Linked DNA regions of Mus musculus: all the other regions are linked to region 3. The links are chromatin contacts, called in public promoter capture Hi-C maps. All regions are on one chromosome and are shown on one strand. The core of a region is the stretch at or near the end of the contact, and the rest is flanking DNA. Distances in the headings are between cores, read along the strand shown.

Region 1 (2,763 bases), core at 181-2,680, 86 kb after region 3:
TATCTATCTGTCTGTCTGTCTGTCTGTCTATCTATCTTGAGACAAGGTATCATTGCTCAGGATAGCTTTGAAGTGATTCTGTTGCCAAGCCTTGAACATGTGGAGGAGCTACGATCTCAATCCTGTGGCACCAGGCATAGCTCCGAGCTGATTCTTACTTAATCTCCATCTCTAATTCCAGCAGTGACTTCTGCCTCTCCCTTTCAGATGCTAGGAGACAGTGAGCTCCCTGCATATCCCCCGTGGCTGCTCTGAGCCTCCTGCAAGGGCATCAGCCTCAACTCTACAATGGACAAAGGCTGTCCTGTATCTGTGCTGTTGGCTCTAGTGTGGGGGACCTTTAAGTGCGCCCTTGCAAGCCCTTTTGCTCACTGCTCAGGTTTTCTGTCTTGACATTCCCTGCCGAATACTTCACACTATGGCAGGACAGGTATCTACCTGTCGCCTGCTAGTGGGCAGCAATTCATTGATCTTCCTTGCCACAGGGTCCCAGTTTTTGAATCTCCCTCTATCTCCTCTCTGTCTCAGCGTTTCTCCACCTGTGGATTGCAGCCATAGGAAAACACACATTTCTGATGGTCCTGGGAACCCCCAACCATAAATTTATTTTCATGACTTCATGACTGTAATTTTGCTATCTTGCGTTTTCTAAGACCATCCATTGGAAATAGGTGGGTTTTTTTCCCCCAGTGGACACAACCCACGGATGGAGAACTGGCTCCTTCTAAGACCCTCAGAGGTGTTTGTTTGTTTGTTTGTTTGTTTTTCTCCTCTCCCTGAAGGGTCTTAAGTGAGGGAGTGGGGTGAGCAGAGGTCTTCCTCATATCTAGCTGCAGCCTTCCATGTTCTACCTAAAGCAGTGAGCTGGAGGCAGAATTCAGGTGATGTGTGAGGCTGGGAGATAAACAAGCTGGGGAGAATCCTGTCAAGCTTTCTGGTCAACCTGCTTAAGAGACCAACACATTGGTGACTTTGATCAATGGACATCAGTCCCCTTCTGGCCTTCATTATATTGTCAGGGAGTTTATTTACAGATCTTGGATTCTTCCTCCTTTTCCCTCCCCTCCCTTTCCTTCCTCTCCTGTCCTCTCCCCTCACCTCCCCTTCCTTACACCTTTCGAGATGGGGTTTACCCCGTTCCCTGATGGTATAGTCATATATGTGCTCCATACTTGGCTCATTTCCATTCTTTACGAACTCTAACTGCCAAAACTTCTGGAAATAGTCTTGGAAACTGTGGACAGTTGTCACTGACACATGAACCCCCGAGTTGTCACCAACCCAATGAAGGAATGAGGGATGAGCTTGAAGGCTGGCTACTAGCATTTCTGGTTCCTCCTGGCTATACCTTCCAACTCTCTTTCCCCAGGGTATCTCAACCTCCCTGCTTCCTACCCTTCCTCCTCCTTACCTGAAGTCCCACCAAGACGCCACTGAAGCCCAGGGGGACACCTGCGTTGTCAATGGAGGCTTTTAAAATGCTGCGATCTATCCCCAGGCAGGCCCACCCTGGCCAACGTCATATCATTACTACTTCCTGCCCTGCCCCCAGAGTGTGGTCACAGGTTCCCACCAGCACCCACCCTGTTGTCACCTCCTCATCCGGCTTGTGACAGCCTTCAGGAAGTCAGCTGTGAAGGCCAGGGGCTCATCTGCCAAGCAGAGCAGCAGTTGGGGTGCGGGACTCTGGTGTGGACCAGCAGGCCAACTGACTGCTCCCTGCTTCTGAGTTGAGTGTTTGGGATGGGATGCGCTGTCAGGAAGAGTTGCTGAAGAGTGGCCTGGGCTTGAGTGGCTGGGCAAGGGGTTTCAGCCGCTTCACATCTCAGCTCCTCATTCAAAAGTGTGGCTAATCACAGTGTCCCATGAGAGGGGACATGAAGACATGGTGCAGTGCTTAGGACTAGACACGATCTTTACTCATTCTCAATACATGTGACTGTTCCCTCCTCCCTGGGAGTGGGGAGAGATACTCAAAGCTGGTACCCACTTCCTGTCCATACCTACATCCCAGCTGAACCTCAGGTTTGAGCAGGCTAGTACTGTGGAAAGACAGTTGGCCACTCTGTTCTGCCTGAGGTTACTGTGGGAGGTTTCCATGGGCAGAGTGACTCATGGATACCTACTGGGGGCTTAAAAAAAAAAATTGTGCTGGTTATGAGGTGGGTAAAACCATGCAGGGTGGGGGTAGTTCTCAACACCCCTAAGTGAGTACATGATGGGAATAAGTAGCCACAGACCCCAGGCCACATGGTCACATCTCACCCGGGCTTGTGCCACCTTTCTCAGAACCCGGCCTCCTCTTCTGTTACTGCAGAAACTGCAGTTGCCCTGTGGCCCCACGTTGGCACTCTGCCTGGGTGGTCTGACTGCGATGCCAAAGCTCAGAGACATTCAGTCCTTAGCCATGCTGGAAGAACAAGGTACAGGCTGCAGAAACCTGCAAAAAGCCTTCGGGAAAAGAGTCGAGAATCTAAACAGGCTCCAGTCCCGCTACATCAGAAACACACTTTTAACAGCTTTTTTTTTTAAAGCTCCTTTGTAGTCCTGAATTTGATGTATGAAGTCAGAGGGAGGAGCCTGGGGATGTAGCTCAGGGTATCACACTTGCCTAGCATATGAAAGGCCCTGCATTTCACATTCAGTACTATAATCAGTGTCCCAATTCTTGTCGAGATCACCACCATCAACACCATTATATCAACATGATCATTATCACATTGACGGCCAGCATCACCATCATCCGACCCATCTTCCTCACTT
Region 2 (2,885 bases), core at 24-2,523, 92 kb before region 3:
TCACCTTCCTCAATGAAACTGTTAATAAAAATTAACTGAAAAAAAATCACTTCTAAGAAAAGACTCTGCAAGCCATTAAGGGCTTCCTGCATTAAGCCAGGACCAACTATTAGGTCATCAAACAAGGACAGACAGGAAGTTTGCATATAATAAATTGAAGGTGAGTGTGCTATTCTGCTTTGAGGAAGCTATGATTGTGAACACTGTATAATTTCTCTGGCAGATCTGAAACTGATCTCACCTAAATTCCAAACTTGGGGCTGAGGTATTTAAACCTTGACCATGGCAATGACCCAGTCTTTAAGGGTCAGAACTCAACTTCATTATCTGCAGCCCTAAGATCTCTGCAAAGGAGCCACTGCGACACTCCGGCCGCACCAGCTGGTCCTATATTTAGTTACTGTTGTGGTCAACTGGGAACTTTAGAGCCTGGCAGCCGCTCTGCGGGGCAACCGGAGCCTCCGCAGCCATGCGCACGATCTGCCCCACCGCTGGCTCCGCTGGCTCCAGACAGACTTCGGGACCCTGCTGAAGCCAAGAGCTGATGTGGCGAGGTAAGGGGCACAATGCTAATCACACCCCAACAGTCCCAAAGGTCCACTCGAGACCAGAGCAGAGATGACCCACTTTCTCACCCAGGGGAAAGAGCCCGCTGGGGCAATGAGCTGGACACGTTGGCGCCTGGTTTCGCAGCTCAGCTTTAGAGTTGGGGAGCCCCGCGTGAGCATCCTTAGACTGTACCGACAGTACACAGTGGCCAAGGACAGGATCCCTGGACCCCATTCTCACAGCCAGTGGCTGCTCGTCTCCAGCCTCGCGCTGGCCTGGCAGACAGGAACTGGGACAAATGGAGCAAGCAGAGGGGGGACGCTGGTGATCGCAGAGGCCGGGGGCGTCCCACGCTGCCAGGGGCGGAGAGGCACACTCCCAAGTGACATGCGCAGCTGCCTCTCCCGATGGGCAAGGGCGTCTCACTGGGGAGACGGAAGCCGGGCTGTCCGAGAGCTCTAACCACGAGCCTCCCACTACCGCAAGCGATAGTCCATGACCTCTGGGCACCGCCCGAGCCATGACTCGGTGCTACCAGGTGTGCTGGGGGAGGGGAAGGGACACGGCCAAGCCCAGTGCTTTCCCTTCTGCCCCTGCCACGCTCGGCCTCTGGCCACCGTTATTCAGCGCGGCGCGAAGCCTGTGGGCCGCTGGAGGCAGCACTTACGGCGACAATGCGTCCTAGAGCCCAGCGCCCAGCACTCACGCTCCCGCGGCGACCGACGGCACCCGGTGCAAGTTCTGAGCCCGAGGGGCGGAGCCAAAGGGGCAGGGAGCTCAGCGCGCACGGCCGCTCAGCCAATAGTGACACCAGGATACGACCCAGGGCGGGGAGGGGCCAGCGCTCCGCCCGCGCGCACCAATCAGCGCGCAACTCCTCCTGCGCGCTCGGGAACCAAGGGAGGAACCGCTTTGTGTGGAGTCGGCAAAGCCAGCGCGCTAGGGGCGGGGCCCTGCATCTTCTTGTGTAGGATGCTTCTCCAGGCTGGATTTTATTTTGTTTTTAATTCCACGGATGAGCCGGGTTCAGCAGATCGGGGAACTTTGGAAAACGCAAAGAAACGCTAATTGAAGCCGCACTGTAACTTCATCTCTTCAGACTAAAGTAAACATGGAACTAAAGTCTACCTGCTTCACGGGTCGCTGTGAGAACTGATGAAGGGACTGTGGAGTCCAGCGCTGCTGCGACGCAAAAACACAACTCTCACCTCAAAGGGGATCAGAGATGGCTTATCCTAGAGCCAAATAGGAGCGACCCTAGCCCGGGAACACAAATACAGGTTATTCCATGTCCCAACATGGTAACAGTTTGATAAAAATTGTGAATTATTTTGTGCTTTTTTTTTTTTTTTTTAGTTATTTTATGCGTGTTTGCCCGCGTGTGTATTTGTGCACCACCTATGTGTCTGGTGTCCTCAGAGGCCAAAAGAGGGGTCAAATCTCCTGGGATTGGAGTTGCAAACAGCTATGAACCATCCTGTACATGATTGGACAACCCTTGCAAAGGAACGGTGTAGCTGTCTCTCCAGCCTCTTAATGAAGAACAAAGAAAAACGTAAAAACAAGGCACTTTTCAATTGTATTGGTGAGGATATCAGGTAAACAGGCTACAGCAAAGGAGAAAAAGATCTCAGCTATAGGCCCCAGATGCTAGCCTGAGAGCATTCTTAGCCCTTTGGTTGATCGGAAACTAGAGATCTGTTCTTGCACTCTGACTTACTGGATAGTTACAAAGATGTTAAGCCAAGTAGAGGGCAGAGCAATCAGTAGTTGTTAAAGGACATAAAGATGCCACAAAATGCCAGTCTGGCTCTGGACCTGCAACATTTTAACCCTTTTGTGTCACTAAATTTCTAGTCAGTAAATCAGACTAGCAAAAGATGCTGCTGTTCTTTTGAGTAATTTGTATTCACGGCTGCCAGACTAGCCACCAGGACCACAGCTTCTAAAATGTAGCCACTTCACAGATCTCCTGTTGTGTAACAGTTTCCAAAAACACTGCTTCCTGTAGGAAGCTCCTTAAGCAATAAGCACTTAAAATAGCTTTGGGAACCTCCTTAAAGAGGAAGGTAAACAAACTCAAATTAGCTTCAGGAAGTCCCTGAAACTGACCAGGTTCACTAGGCCCCTCCCTACCAGGCTAAGCAATAAACTAGTCATAACCCAACACCTCCCATTAGGGATATAATGGCCTGGGCTCTTAGAGTCCTTTCTGCTTCTCCATCCTTGAGAACTCTGTGAAAGGAGACAAGATACATTGCTTAATGATGACTCATTGCCTAACGAAGCAGAGGACACTCATATGACAATAAACAATGGGCACAAGGACCACTCAG
Region 3 (2,763 bases), core at 105-2,604:
ATGGCCATGGTCCTTAAGCAACCCTCTGGGCTTTCTCTTTCTTCCTCACACACCTAGGATGGGCAGAAGGGAGTCTGACATAGAGGGCAGGTAGTCCTGGGGCCTCAGTTTCCCCATGTATTAAAATAGGAATAGCGAGGGCTAGGGATATGCTAGAGTGTTTGCATGCCCAGCATACACAAGAATACTTGATTTCAACACCCAGCACTGCATAAGCCAGAATGAGGGACCGTGCCTATAATCCCAGCATTCAGGAGGAAGGATTTAGAATTTCTAGGTTATTTTTAACTAAATATTGAACAAAATCAACTTGGGATATATGAGACCGTGTGTGTATGTGTGTGTGTGAACAATGATAGGTACATAGGTACCTGCTAAGATTACACAGATGAGATACCGCTGCAGACATGCTGGGTATCTGGCCAGACCACCCTTAATGAGTCCTTTTAGGGTTGCAAGGCCCTCCTTCTGCATAGTTCAAGTTCCCTAGCTTGATTTTGGCTAAAGGCCAGGCCTGCAAAGTCTTCATCCTGGTCACAACTCCCTGCAGAGCGTGCCAAGGACCCTCTAGCTCTGACTGGGGCCAAGGCAGGTAGAGGCAGGAAGGAAATATTCCTCAGTGTAGGGAGAGAGAGACAGAGAGAGACAGAGACAGAGAGAGAGACAGAGAGAGACCTCATTCCATACATCAAAGAGGCTTTCCTGAGACCTAAGCAGGGGTGAGTAAGTGCCCATGGGTGATCCAAGGTCAAGGGTCAGGTACCAGAGCCCCAGAGCCCACCACCACTTGGATGCGTTGGGTAGGGGTAGTGGGGCTGCTCTTCTTCCAAAGACTGGGAGCTGCAATTTTCCTAAGCCAGCGGTCAAGGTGACCACCTGCTCTTTTAGGGCTTCATCCTTCGACGTCTATTCGGAGAGGCGTCAGACCTTCCCTACGGAGCTCAAGTGGCACAGGAGAAATGCTGATTCTGGGGTCCAGGAGAAGCAGAAAGGGGAAGCCCGGGGCTACAGACATAACAGGGGCCCTGGAGTAGGGGAGGGGGTGTGGCGCCACCAGCCTAAGCATTTTTCTCCAGCCATGGAGATTGGAAGCCGGCCTTGGGTATCTTCCAGAAGGAACCGACCAGACAAGGAAAGAGGAACTTGCTTCTCCCGCAGGTTCCCTCTACCCTAGGGTTTTCCTCCAGGCGTAGGGCGAGCAGACGGAGGATGCTGGCCCGGAACCGGCTGGATTGAAAGAGGGGGGAGGGGAGTTGTGCCTATCCGACCGTGGTGGGGTGAGTGTATCTTTAAGTCCGCACCCCCTCCTTGTGGGCGGAGGCCGAAGCTGTGACCGCGCCCTCCCAGGCGTGGGAGGGGGGATCCGGACTCGAGGCGGGGTTCTGGGGGTGATCCTGGCCTCGGTGGCCCCGGGCTGGCCGGGTCTGCGCCGCCTGGACACAGCAGGAGCTGCCTCCGCCCCCGGATGGGCTGGGAGGGTGGGCGGAGTCATCTGGAGCCCGCGCGGGTAGTGCCCGAAGCCCGCCTCGGCGCCGGCAGTCCCCGGCCGCATAGCGCGACGCTCTCCCGGAGCTGCGGCTGCCAGGTAAGCACGCGTGGGCCGCGCCGAGGGAGGATCGGGGTCCCTCGGTTTGGGGCGGAGGCGTCCGAGCCACCCAGGCCTGCCCCAGGTCGGCGCCACCATGCTTTCTCAAAGCTGGAGCTGCTCCCGGGTTGTGCGCAGGTCGATCCCGGACTCATCTCCTGTACTCTGGCTTCCCTCGGAGTGAGGGACAACATGGAGTGGCGACACCCGCACTTCTTGGCCTGGGAGCCCTCCGGGCCAGCTGGGCTGGGCTTCCGAAGAAGTTAGGAAAGATAGCCGCGTTGTGACCCCGGCATGGGGTCCCCAGACTTATCTGCAGGACCCTTGAGGCCCAGGGGCAAGGGAGCAAACTGAGGGGCCTGGCAGGCACTGGCTTTGATTCGCCGCTCGGTTTGGTCTCTTTTGAGGTGGGGTTTCCTTGGTGTGAGCGAGGGTGTGCGTGGAGCGTGAGTACATTCATGTGCCTGAGCATGACACCCCCCTCCCCCCAAAAGACATGGACTTAATAGAAAGGTAGTGTTTGGGACACTGACTGTCCCAGTTCCTTGTAGTGGCCAAGCTGCCCTTGTTTTGTAAATCAGACTCCACAAAAGCCTGGCCCGGGGTGAGCTTGAGGCATCTCTGGTCTTCCAGCCAGAGAGTATGGGCCGGTCCTTGTCTGCCCACAGCCAGTGACAGAGCACCTGTGGCTGTGGGCTCCGGGCCATGCACAGACAGTGTGGGAGGTGGGAGGACTTGGAAGGGCTCTGTCCTGTTGTGGCTCTGTCCTGCAAGGGAAGACAAGAGAGAAACACTTGGCCAGTTCTCTGATAGGGAGTTTGATACCAGCCCTGGGCTGGTAGCCCTAGAAGAAAATGCCAGGAGGTTCCTCAAGGGAATTGCAAAACACCGGCGCAGCGAGGGTACTCTCGCTGGGTGTCCTGTGACTTTGCTGATAGATGTGTTTAAATGTCCTGGTGCAGGCAACCCCACCCTCCTCATTAGCATTACTAATCAGGACCGCTTTGCACCTCGCCTTGTGCGGCGGTGGTGCTGGGGCGGGGGCGGGGGTGGGGGGATGGGATGGGGGCAACAAGCGTAGGATGGCTGGCAAGGACTTCCTGCTTCTGTGTGTCCACCCCACCCCCATATTTTGTTTGCTTTGGGGGTGGTGGTGGTGTCCAAAGACCCATTTGTTT

The links. Capture Hi-C pulls out chosen DNA fragments and counts their contacts.
Region 1: a contact with region 3 is called in a promoter capture Hi-C map of adipose tissue. The contact joins the promoter of Prf1 here to the promoter of Pald1 in region 3. A contact is called at or near these places in 3 of 39 promoter capture datasets (liver, maxillary cranial neural crest and second pharyngeal arch cranial neural crest), 1 of 484 Hi-C or Micro-C datasets (trophoblast stem cells), 1 of 115 datasets of contacts at active chromatin or transcription factors (embryonic stem cells) and 4 of 9 other capture datasets (adipose tissue, embryonic stem cells, liver and 1 more).
Region 2: a contact with region 3 is called in a promoter capture Hi-C map of pancreatic islet. The contact joins the promoter of Lrrc20 here to the promoter of Pald1 in region 3. A contact is called at or near these places in 2 of 484 Hi-C or Micro-C datasets (embryonic fibroblasts and embryonic stem cells), 1 of 115 datasets of contacts at active chromatin or transcription factors (embryonic stem cells) and 2 of 9 other capture datasets (adipose tissue and pancreatic islet).

Annotation. Positions count from the first base shown.
Region 1 is chr10:61,296,503-61,299,265 of GRCm38.p6, reverse strand. It overlaps Prf1 (perforin 1 (pore forming protein)), which reads right to left and starts at 1,430. Exons shown (of 3, transcript NM_011073.3): 1 at 1,412-1,430.
Region 2 is chr10:61,474,221-61,477,105 of GRCm38.p6, reverse strand. Lrrc20 (leucine rich repeat containing 20) reads right to left here and starts at 1,273. Exons shown (of 5, transcript NM_153542.1): 1 at 1,217-1,273. It overlaps D830039M14Rik (RIKEN cDNA D830039M14 gene), which reads left to right and starts at 425. Exons shown (of 1, transcript NR_166099.1): 1 at 425-1,879.
Region 3 is chr10:61,382,114-61,384,876 of GRCm38.p6, reverse strand. It overlaps Pald1 (phosphatase domain containing, paladin 1), which reads left to right and starts at 1,354. Exons shown (of 20, transcript NM_013753.2): 1 at 1,354-1,585.